Regions from separate parts of the Mus musculus genome. Here region 2 is linked to region 1. The links are chromatin contacts, called in public HiChIP or PLAC-seq maps. All regions are on one chromosome and are shown on one strand. The core of a region is the stretch at or near the end of the contact, and the rest is flanking DNA. Distances in the headings are between cores, read along the strand shown. Region 1 overlaps Prr5l (proline rich 5 like). Region 2 holds the start of Prr5l (proline rich 5 like).

Region 1 (5,967 bases), core at 1,833-4,332:
CACAGGGAGGGGTATCCATACTCAGTGACTGCTCCCTCAGTGCCCACCCACAGTTACATGGGCTGAAGGAGCTGCTGCACCCACTTGGTCCCTGATGTGAGTGGAGATCAGTCAGATCCCTTGCAGTCTCAGGCGTTTGAGTCTCGGGACTCATTTATACTGTTAGAGACTGTTGCTCCTTTGGGGTCCATCTGTCTGTCCTTATCATAAGAGAAATTGTGCCTCAGAAGCTCTAAAATATGTCTTTAACTTACAGAAAAACACTTTTTCTTTTTTTGAGAGAAAAAAAAAGTTTCCAGAATAAACCATAATAAGCAGGCACATGGCCTGCTTTCTAGAAGGCTCTTTTCTCCTCCCTGCTGCTTACTCTGGATTGTGTATTCCACATCACACAGTCCCTGGAGAGCTGCACTGTCCAGCTCTGGGACACAGGCAGGAAAAGGCAGAATCCACTTGATATTCCTGAAGACATAGCTTTCCACCAGAGGACAGTGACTTCCACCACTGCCCTAAATCCCGCCTGTCCTATGTGTGGTGTCTAGTTGGGTTATGTGCCCTTTGAACAGTTTATTTCTTGTCACTAGGCCTCCTGGTCTGTTCTGTTGACAGCAGGATTGGTATGATAGGCAGACTTCCCTCCTGCCTATGCATTGTTGTGGGGCTAAGAAATCCAAAGTCCCAGGTGTGTGTGTGTGGGGGGGGGGGGGGTGTCTGTCTGTCTGCTCCCCTGTGTGTGTGTGTGTGTGTGTGTGTGTGTGTGTGTGTGTGCCTGCAAAGGACAGTTTCTAAGTCATAGACATAAGCTGCTTCGTTACCTCTGAGCAGGGGGGATTTGGGTGTTGATGGTGAGTAGCCGGCTATGTGACCCTCCCTCCCATGACGTCAGCTCCCGGTTCTCACTCATTTGCTAGGTGGGTCTGGGCAAGCTGCTTTATTTCTGTCTGGCTCAGTTTTCTTGTTTGTAAGATGAGGACAAAAATATAGTTTACCCTATTATGTGGTTTACATGAAATAACAGCGGTGGAGAACTCAATGCTAGTTGTAGCATGTAACATAACATAGCATGAAACATGGCAACATAACATGGTGGTCATGATCATGGACCTTGCTACAGGCTACCCAGGTTCAGGAACCAGCACGGCCATTTACTGAGTGTGTTGCTGGGAGCAAGTTGCCATTTCTGTCTCTTTCAGTTTCCTCTTCTACAAAACCAGGACCTAACCTTTAGGACCTACCCATATAGGGTTACTGTAGGGACTAAATACATTTTTATTTACAAAGCCTTACGGGCTAGCACAATAAGAGAGTAAGTGTTTGTTAAATTTATCCTGGTTCTTATTTCTTATGCTGAGGCACAACCCCATCCATTCGAATGGGAAAGGAAGGTTAAAAACACATAGGCTTTTGGTGGTAGTTTGTTTTGTGTTATTTTGTGTCCAAGTAGAGCTCAATTTTAAAACTGTTTGGAGAGATTTTTGCAGTTAGAAAGTGGGACATCATTTTGTTTATTGACTCAGTATCAGGAAGTGATCAACTCTTATGTCCACTATTAAAGGATGACAGATGTCAGTCAGCTAAACGCAAGCTCATATTCACGTGTGTATGTGCAGGTGTGTGCACTCTTGCATATACATGCATAGTCTGAGAGAGAGAGAGAGAGAGAGAGAGAGAGAGAGAGAGAGAGAGAGGGAGAGGGAGAGGGAGAGGGAGAGGGAGAGGGAGAGGGAGAGGGAGAGAGAAAGAGAGAGAGAGACAGTAACCCTAAATCTAGTTAGATCAAGACCCAGTGGAAACCTGAAATTCAGTCAGGTTACCCGGCTAGGGGGAGGAAGGGAGGGATGAAGTCTCAGAATGTGATAGTGAGTCCTAACTGTGAGTCATCTTATTTGCCCTTCACTCAAAGGCCAGCCTCTACCTTACTCTGCTCCCCTGTGGTCTCTATTGATTGGTTTGAAGGCAGGCTACTGAAAATAGTTTTGTTTTGTTTTGTTTTTTTTCTTCTTCTTCATAAGTCCTGAAGAAAGGAGCCTGCCGGGCTAGGCTGCCTTCTGCCTTGACATTTGAAAGAGATGGGGTCCCTGTGGTTTCAGTCAAGTTTTAAATGCCAGCTGTTGTTTGGCCTTGGGGGTTACCCCTAGGCCGGTAGGAAGGGTGTGTCTGGTGGGGACTTGTGCACATGGGAAGCCCTGAGGTTTTGGGAGGTGGCTAATACTGCTTACAAAGATGCCAGAGACTTCAAAACTAACAACCACATGCCATTTCCTACCAGGAACCTAACCGGAGAAGGTGCTTGGTGAACCCCACGTCTTTTTCTCAGCGTGTGGTGTGGGGAATGCTTTTTCAGAACTTTGAATGCGGGGGTTTTTCTTATTTAGGGTGCTAAACTGGAAAAAGACTCGTCTAGACACACTTATAATGCAGTTGTTTTTAAGTTGTGGGTGTTTGTTTCCAGCCCCACCCCTCCCCCCAATGTTTCTAAGCATTTACTTTCCTTCCATTTACCTCTGTCAACGGTTTAGAGTTGTCAACAATACATATCAGAAGTGACATTTAGGAACCTAAATGTGGCAGTGAATATCATCAGAGGTGGGCTTAGAAAATGTTTGCTTTATCCCTTATTGTCATGCCAGAGAAAGTCTATGCCATCTTCTCCAGGACTTGGCAGCCTCCTTAGTTAAGGAAAAGGGAGCTAACCTTGAACTTGGCAGTTTTAGCTAGGGATAGGTGACTGTCAGTATTTGTTTGCTGTTAGTTAATTTCTGAGCGAGTTTTCCACTTGTGGTAAGGGGTGCTGCTACCGGTTTCTTTTAGCACGCAGTGACAATTTTGACAAACAGCTTAAAGAAAAAAAAATGTTCATAAAGGATAACAATGCAGGTGTTCCTGCCTGTGGCCACCGTGGTGAAGGTAGTTCAGGAGACATTCAAGTGGGAAGACTGGGGCTGGGTACCGCTGAGGTTTTCAAATCTGCACAAGAAATCTCCACACAGCAAGGAGTCCCTGGGATCTGGGAAGCTTCACAACAGTTCAGGGGCAAAGCCCCAAGAGGCTCAAACAAAGGATCTGGAGCAAAGCAGGGGGGGGGGTGGCGGGCGGGAGGGCGAGCCTTCAGGAGCCGAGCCCTAGGACAATCAGGAAAGTCCCTCAACCCCCGGTTGTTTCAGAAGAATGTAAACAAGCTCCCTCAATGTGAGGTCTGCACGATGCCCCCCCCCCCCCACCTCAGCGTGAGGTCTGCACGACCTTCCCCCCCAACCTGCTTTTGAAAGTTGGCTTTGCCCTTTTGTGGGACCCTCCTCTCCCGGTGAGAGCTTGGCACTTGCAGAGTCATAGCCAGAGCTCTTCCTGTCTGGGTCTCTACCTTAGAGCAAGTGAGCATTTTTATTTTACAATTTTAAAGAAAGAACATCCACAGTGAAGAATAATGAAAATGACCTGGGGTGAGGGCAGAGACAGCAGGTAAAAAAAAATTCGGCTTATCTCTGCTCTGCACACAGAGAAGACAGCCTGTTTGGGCTGCAGGAACCTGAATAGATTTCTGAGAGACAGTGGCCAGAAAAATTTCTGACATTTCCAGTTTTGACTCTCCCCCCCCCCCCCCCCGTCTGTTTTGAATTGTGCCTGAGAGGAAAATTGAGGTTTCGGAGTAGAACTCTATCCCAGGGACTGCCTGGAGGGATAATTGGTTCTCTGGCGTGTTTGAAAATGGATATTATAAAATGATCTGCATTTTTGGATTCCTTAGTAAGGTATCTCTGTGGTTCAATGTATGGGGGAGCAGGGTGACAAATACCTCCATTTCTCAGTTCTGCATCTGTGGGTTGCTCTGTTTGCTACAAGTCTCGCCCCAAGCTCAGAAAGTCCCATTTCTTTTGGATTGCTTCATAGAGAAACTAAAGTCAAGGGCTCTGAGCAAGGGACTGTTAGGGGAGCAGCAGGCACGGACAAAGCAGTTGTCAATAGGTCATAGATGCCTGGCTGTGTTTGTGTGTGTGTGTGTGTCTGTGTGTGTGTGTGTGTGTCTGTGTGTGCATGCACATACATACATGCACATGTGAATTGGCATACACATGTTTGTGAACTTAAAGGTATGTTCATAATTTGTTTATCTGATTGTTGCAAGAGCCCGAGCAGAGACTGATCATCATTGTGCCAGGGAAACGTGCTCTTGGCAGTAGCTGAGAGAGGAGACCCAGGGCTAGGGGTCCCAGACAGAATGGAGTTTAAAGCTGTGGCACTGACTGACGATGGATATCATGCAGGTCAGGGTCTTCAGATCAGATCCAGAATAAATAAATATAAATGAGTAAGATAAATAATTATGAAGATGGGACAGGGTGAGGAGAATATCTCTTGCGATTTTCAAATCCAAACCAGATGAGGAAGATAAGGTACGATTTCCATTTTTGATCCCTCTCAGAAGACTTCTGTAGTAAGCCATATTTCCTAGAAGGAAATGGAGACTGTGAGGTGGGCAGCTGGGAAGGAGGGGACTTCCATGCATTCTCTGGAGGTTCAGCGTGGGGCACAAAGGAGCCTGATAGGGAGGGTGGGTGAGGATTGCGTTCTCTTTAGGTAAGAAGGCCACTAGGATTGAGGTTTGAATGGTATTCAGGACAAAGGCAAGGTGAAGCCTGTATACAAGGAATGGCTTAGAAGTTCCTGGTGGCCACTCTGACCTCTTCTGAGATAGAGCTAACTAAGTAGAGAGTATCCAGCCAGCCAGGGATTTCTGAAGCTCTCTTGCCCCCCTCCTCCTGGTTTCCCAAGTGGTTACATGAATTTTGTGCAATTATTTGTTTATCTTTATAATTCTTTTCTCATACTTTATGAAACAAGTGGAAAAATGAATCTTGAAATTGATAACTTCAAGTCTTAATAGGTTTTAGATAACGATGAAAACCAATAGGTGTGCTAAGGTAATGGGCTGTTAGCTTCACTGGATTTGTGCATAGGTACAAAATGCTAAGAGGGCTTTATCACCCGTCTTAGCTCCATGGGAGCAGGGTTTCTTTGTCATGTAGGCTTGTTGTTCTGTGTGAGAATATATGTTAGGAGCCCGCTACATATGGAATCGAGGGATTTAGTAGAGATCAGCTAGGGACTGGTATGAGCCAGGGTTAGCAAGGAGGCAAAGCGGGGCCACAGCGAACTGTGGTGCTGCACATGCGGGAGTACAGTAAATAGTCGCGGTCAGCAATCCAATGGTCATGGGAAGCAAAGGGTGTTGTGAATTTTTGTTTAGTATGGCAAGCCCTCTCTGCCCCCTGTGAGAGTTAGAATGAAGGTTCAGCTGGCAGAGTGCCGGGCAAGCATCCATGAGGAGGTGTGATCAATCCCTACCACTCTAGAAGCCAAGAATGGTGGTGCAGGTCACTGTCTATTTGGCATAGGGTTCATCCTCCTGGGAAGCTGGGGCTGGCATTATTCCCCAATAGCTTACTTGATTACTTTTTTCCCTGGGTCCCTCTGACTGTGTTGGGAGTTCCTCTGCTTGATAGGTGACATAATGGTTGGCGAGCTGTAACACCCCCCCCCACACACACACACACACACATACACCTATCCGCTTCTCTGCTCACCTCAGCACCTTTATTCTGCCCCATGCTGCCCAGGGTAAGCTGATCTTTTCCCCAGTCAGCTGCTAGTGGCTTGGGCAGCTATCCTCCAAATATCCTTGTCGAGAAGTTTTTCCCAAGCTTCATTTTTCTGTTTGCAGCCCATTTCTCTGTGTCTTAGGGGGCAAATGTCAGCTCTTTCTACTTCCGGATCCTTCTGCCACTTCATTAATGTGTTGTTTTGTCCCTAGCCAAGTTCGCTGATGGTGTGGCAGAAGGATGTGTTAAGTAACAACCGGCCCGTTGCCAAGTCCCCAGTCATTTCCTAAGGAGCTACTATTTAATAAACTGGTGGTTTGTGATCTAAGGCTGGCCGGGGAGGTGGTAGAGAGAGCCATTTGAGCTAGGA
Region 2 (5,193 bases), core at 177-2,676, 42 kb before region 1:
TTCTTTCATCAAATGTCACTGTGGTTTTAAAGTTTGCATGTTGATATGAGGTCGGACAGCGCTTTAAAAGTAGTCCCTTCTCAACCGCAGGGCAAAATTAGGCAGGGAGTCCTACAACAGTTGCATTAAAAAAAAAAAAAAAAGAAAAAGTGGGCTGGAGAGATGGGAGATGGCTCAGCGGTTAAGAGCACTGACTGCTGCTCCAGAGGCCCTAAGTTCAATTCCCAGCAACCACATGGTGGCTCATAACCATCTGTAATGGGATCTGATGCCTTCTGGTGTCTGAGGACAGCTACAGTGTATTCACATATATAAAATAAATAAATCTTGAAAGAAAGAAAGAAAGAAAGAAAGAAAGGGAGAGAGAGAGAGACAGAGAGAGAGAGAGAGAAATGTTAAAGAAAAGGGTTTTTGTTTTGTTTTGTTTTGTTTGTTTTTTGAGATGGGTTCATATAACCTAGGATGAAAAATTGAACTCATTGTGTAGAGCACGATGACCTAAACTCTTGGTCTTCTTTCCTCTACCTCCAAAGTGCTACAGGGATTCTAAGCATTCCAAAGGCCGTGACTCTTTAATACAGATCCTCATGTTGTGGTGACCCCCCCCTGCCCCCAACCATAAAATTATTTTGTTGCTACCACTTAACTGTAATTCTGTTATGCATTGTGTGTATATCTGATATACAAGATATCTAATATGTGACACATACACACACACACCCCACACAAAGGGGTCTCGACCAACAGGTTAAACACCATCGTGCTAGGATCCTGATTACTCCACCACCAGCTCAAATTCTTAGCACCTACCGAGCAACAACAAGGAATTTCCAAAGTTATTTTACATTTTTAAAATGTTCGAACTGGTTGGTTTTCTGTGGTTTCAATTCTGATATGTCGTGTTCGTGAAACCTTCGCCTAAAAATTGAACCCCAGATCCTTAAATTCGTTTTACAACGCTAAGGAAGAGACGCAAACAAGTGTGGAATCGGTTTGAAAAATCTTTCCTTAAAACGCATTCGCGCGTGCGCGCTCCAAAGCAGCAACAAAACCTCTCTCAGCCTCAGAAATGTTCCGCAGAACTCCAGTCCTTTTGTATCTGGTCGCACGAACACCTCTGGACTCCTGGAGACGTTTCTCATCCCGGGTTTAACAGTGGGAGACCAAACTCTTCTTGGCTTTTCGAAAGGTAGTGCAGAGTTCCCCTGATTTGCAGCATCCTCCCCTGCTTTTTAGGACCACGACCTTGGATTTCCTGAAATTGTTGAAATGAATTTAAGCGCAGGGTCTTCCGCCTACTCTTGTTGTTGGAGAGGAGGCGTGGGATGGGGGTGAAGCGAGGCGGGGGCATTGGAGAGAAACCACAGCGATGTGCACCGGACAGGAAAAGTGGGAGGAGGAGAGGGAGGAGGAGAGGAGGCGGCCGTAAGTTGAGAGAGGAGGGAAACAGTCACCAGCCTGACTCTGAGAGCTACGGCGGAGAGAAACCTGGGCAGGACGCGACCCGGCGTAGGGCAGAGCTGGGAGAGGACCTGGGGAGGGCGAGCGAGCGAGCGAGGCGAGAACCAGCCGAATCGCTAGTTTCTCTCCAGCAAGAAAACTTTCCCTGGAACACCGGAAACTTTTTCCTGAGCGCTCAGAGTCCGAGACGGAGGCGAGCGGTGGGTGTGCGCGGCTCGGCTCGGGTGACTCACGCCGGGGACCCCAAGGGGGTGAGTGGGGAAGTCCCTGGAGGGCCTGAAGTCATCATTCTGCAACTTCGCAGGCTCGGAAAATAACTCGCCTGGCGTGATCTGGGGGTGGGAGTGGGGGCACGGGGACAGCGAGACTGAGGGGAGACTCCGCGTGGTTAAGGAACCTCCGCATCGGATGCTGTAGGCGGGGAGGTAGACTACCAAGAGGTGGGTAAGGGAAGGGGCAGGCCGCCCTGAGTGTAGTGGGTCACGGTGGGAGAGGAAGCGCTGTGAACCCTTTTTGGGGGAATCCTGCCAAGCGTGGGACCCTAGTAAGCTAGAAGGCAGAAAAAGAATGTATCTGCACCATCCTCCCAAGGCCAGAGGGGCAGATCTACAGTCATGAGTGCTCAGGAGGCTACTCGCCTGAAAAACCCATCCTCTCAGCCGTCCCCTTCTTTCTTGAAGGGAGGCGTGAGAGTCGAGGTAGTAGATGGAGACCAGTTGGCCCGGAGCGCTGGGCAGGCTACTGTAGCCAGGGGACAGCCCGAGGGAGACCTAGCCTGTGGTGGTGAGAAGCTCGGGACAGTTCACTGCGACTCTGCGCCAGGCGCCCACGGTGTCCCCTTTCCGCTTCGACTTTCGCGCCCGCCGGGCGTTGGGCCGGGATTTCCTCTGCGCGCCTCGTGTGCGCACTGCGCGTTTTTACGCACAGGGGGCGCTGTGGGACCCGCACCTCTAGACCAGACTACGGTTCCCAGAGTTCGTGCCTGGACAGCGACAAGGACTAGGTGTGCTTACAAAGGATCCTTCAGGAATAGATTTTGGGGTGCTGCCCTTGTTGGCAGTAGGGGTTTCCCCGATTCCTACCCGCGCCCTGCCGGGGATCACATGCCACCGCCGCCTCTTCCTCCGCGGTGCCAGAAGCCCGCGTTTTGCTTGTCAGCAGTAAAGTGGAGAGTATTTATAGACGCCACTGCAATCCTGCGGTGTGCAAGGTTTCAATTACTGCGCTGCGTCGCGCCCCACAAGACGAGATGCTTACGCGCGGCGGCTCAGCTACATGTCTGCTGCGGAGACCCACTTGGAAAAACGTCTCCAGGCATCCCTTACTTGGGTGGAGTTTTGGAATTCTTGCCCATGCAAATTCAGATAAGGACTACAGTGGTCCTGGACAATCGCCTTCCATCCCATCAGCTTCCCCCAACCCCAAGCCTCTGCCAGCTTCCAGCATGGCATCCATCAGCCTTCAAGACTGCTCTTTTGACCATTCATTAGAACTGATACTTTCCCCACGTACTTCCAAATGTCATTGCTAATTCTGCTAAGACGCTTTGGTGGTAGAAAGTGCTGTTACTGCTAACACGAAGCTGCCACTGAGTTAGGAGGGAAATGATTTTAGCTTCATTTTAAAATTAGTCCCCAATGAGATTCCTTATGCAGCTAAGGAGGGTAAGTTGGTCTGTCAGGTGGAACTGGAGCAGAAGAGGCCTCATTCTAGTACTGAGCTCTAGTACTGAGCTCCCGAAACGGCCTTGGTACTGTGGAGAGTGTAGTTCCTCCACCACTTTTTCTAGTGTTTTAACCACACTTCTAACAGCTGGACCTATAAATGTGTACAAGAAAGCTGGAAGTAGAAATGAGCCTGCTTACAGTAGGTCTAACCTGAGTCTAGCTGGTTTCTAAAGCCTTGAAGCTCCTTTCTTCCGGATCTGGAGGGGCACGGGTATGTATTTATTCCAGTGGGTGTGCTTTTATAGCAGTCTCTTCAAAGCAGAAAAACCTGCTTCGGAAAACAGGGGAAATTGTAAACATCTCTTCTCACTTTATGATGACATTTTGCACCGAGACTGGTGATATTTCCTGACCAGAACGTTGGTGGAGCACTACTGTGTGCCAACTGAATAAGTGAGCACACTGAAGCTCAAACAATGTAAGTAGTCCGTTTTAGGTTACATGCACAGGGGATAGAGGTCAGACTAGGTCGCAATAGATTGCCACTCTAAGTATGGAGGTTGGAGATATCCTCCCTTTCTGCTGGATTTCTCAGATGTTCACTAGATAATCATATAGTTGGTTACATGTGTGTGTGTCTCTGTGTGTGTTGAGTCCAGAGGTCAATGTCATTGCCTTCCTCAGCAGATTTGTAGTTTTGGAGTCAGGGCCACTCACTGATTCTGCTAATTGGCTGGCCAGCAAGTCCCTGGGCGCTCCTGGGCATACCTGCACCATTGCTGGGATTCCAGCAAGTTTTCGAGTCTGGCTTTTTACAGGAGACCTGGGATCCGAACTCAGGTCCTTAAGCTTGTGCGGCAAACACTTTACCAATGGAGCCATCTCCATGGTCCACATGTTGCGTCTTCGTCATCGTCGTCATCATCATCATCATCATCGTCTTTGTAGTCGTTTTTTTCCAAACGTCATAGAGCAGCACAATTACTAAAAAAGCTCTTTATCTTGTTGACGAATACCATTGCAATGACTACCTGAGAACCTCACACTGATGGGCCTTACCTGAGTGTTCCAACTTCAGCTTACTCATTAACTTAGTGTATGTTCAACGCTTAATCCACTCATCTAGAGAAGGGGCAACTCAGCACAAGCGTTGTGATCCTTCCACCCTGGACACATTTCTCTGTCCTAGTAATGATATGAATGTGTGCCCCTGTGGCCTTGCTTTGATACAGTCCTTTACCAGGTAAAACAAATGCACAGCCTTTTCTCAAATGCAGATGTTCTCTCTTTAGCCCTTTTATTTTTTTTTTGCAGAACCAAACCAGCATAGGATTGAACTAGCATGTGAGTCTCTGTAATTGCATACTTACAATGCCTGTCATGAAGGGCTTGGTCTGGAGAGATACCTGCCTCTGGGCAGACTGTAAACAAGTTAGAGGCAATGCTTTTAGATGATGCTCACTTACTAACACCGAAGAGTAAATCAATACCCCTGTGGCTGAAATTTGAAGGCAAGATATTTTGTGTATCTTATCTAGGATGTGGGGTGCAGAATCTGGAAACAGTGGTTACCTAGTAAGCAGAGGGCATGACTTTTATAAGGGAAGATTCCACATTGGAGTCAAGAGGGGACCCGGGACATAAATGACTCAAGACAAAGACAAACCATCAGAGATCAACTTGAGATAATTCACATTTTGGCAGACTCCCAAGTTTCTCAAGATGGTTCTGGTGGTTTCCATGGATGCTCCCGAGTCAGGAGTCAGTGTTCCAGCAGCATGGGGGCCCCTACACAGGGGGAAAGGAAGGCCACAGGACAGTTCCATGGAATGAAAGGGATGTAGAGTGGATATAGAGAATGACTATATTGGGAAGGCGTGGCCCTCAGTCACACAGCCAAATAAGACTTGGCGAATGTGATGGCTAGTCCTGGCTGTCAATTTGACTACATCTGGAACGAACTACAATCCAGATCTGGAGGGCACACCTGTGATCCAGATCTTGAGGCTGGAAGACACAAGTTCCTGACCTGGATCTTGGCATGGAGATCTTGAGGCATAGTGGC

Evidence for each region. HiChIP or PLAC-seq counts read pairs in DNA pulled down with a chosen protein or histone mark.
Region 2: a contact with region 1 is called in a CTCF HiChIP or PLAC-seq map of CD8 T cells, with 31 read pairs. The contact joins the promoter of Prr5l here to the enhancer-like site in region 1. A contact is called at or near these places in 1 of 39 promoter capture datasets (macrophages), 2 of 15 datasets of contacts at CTCF or cohesin (CD8 T cells and the NIH/3T3 cell line), 21 of 484 Hi-C or Micro-C datasets (the C2C12 cell line, CD8 T cells, Th1 cells and 13 more), 14 of 115 datasets of contacts at active chromatin or transcription factors (CD8 T cells, the HPC-7 cell line, bone marrow-derived dendritic cells and 8 more) and 4 of 9 other capture datasets (adipose tissue, liver, macrophages and 1 more).

What each region holds. Positions count from the first base shown.
Region 1 is chr2:101,752,491-101,758,457 of GRCm38.p6, reverse strand. All of the region lies in intron 4 of Prr5l (proline rich 5 like), which reads left to right. Among named protein-coding and RNA genes, the nearest start is that of Prr5l, 42 kb to the left of the region's middle. Within about 2 kb of position 3,082, at least 98 of the 459 cell types and tissues checked have an H3K27ac peak or open chromatin away from gene starts, as enhancers often do. A contact at or near this core is called in CD8 T cells, Th1 cells, bone marrow-derived dendritic cells and 8 more, where this site is marked.
Region 2 is chr2:101,793,940-101,799,132 of GRCm38.p6, reverse strand. Prr5l (proline rich 5 like) reads left to right here and starts at 1,426. Exons shown (of 9, transcript NM_175181.5): 1 at 1,426-1,661.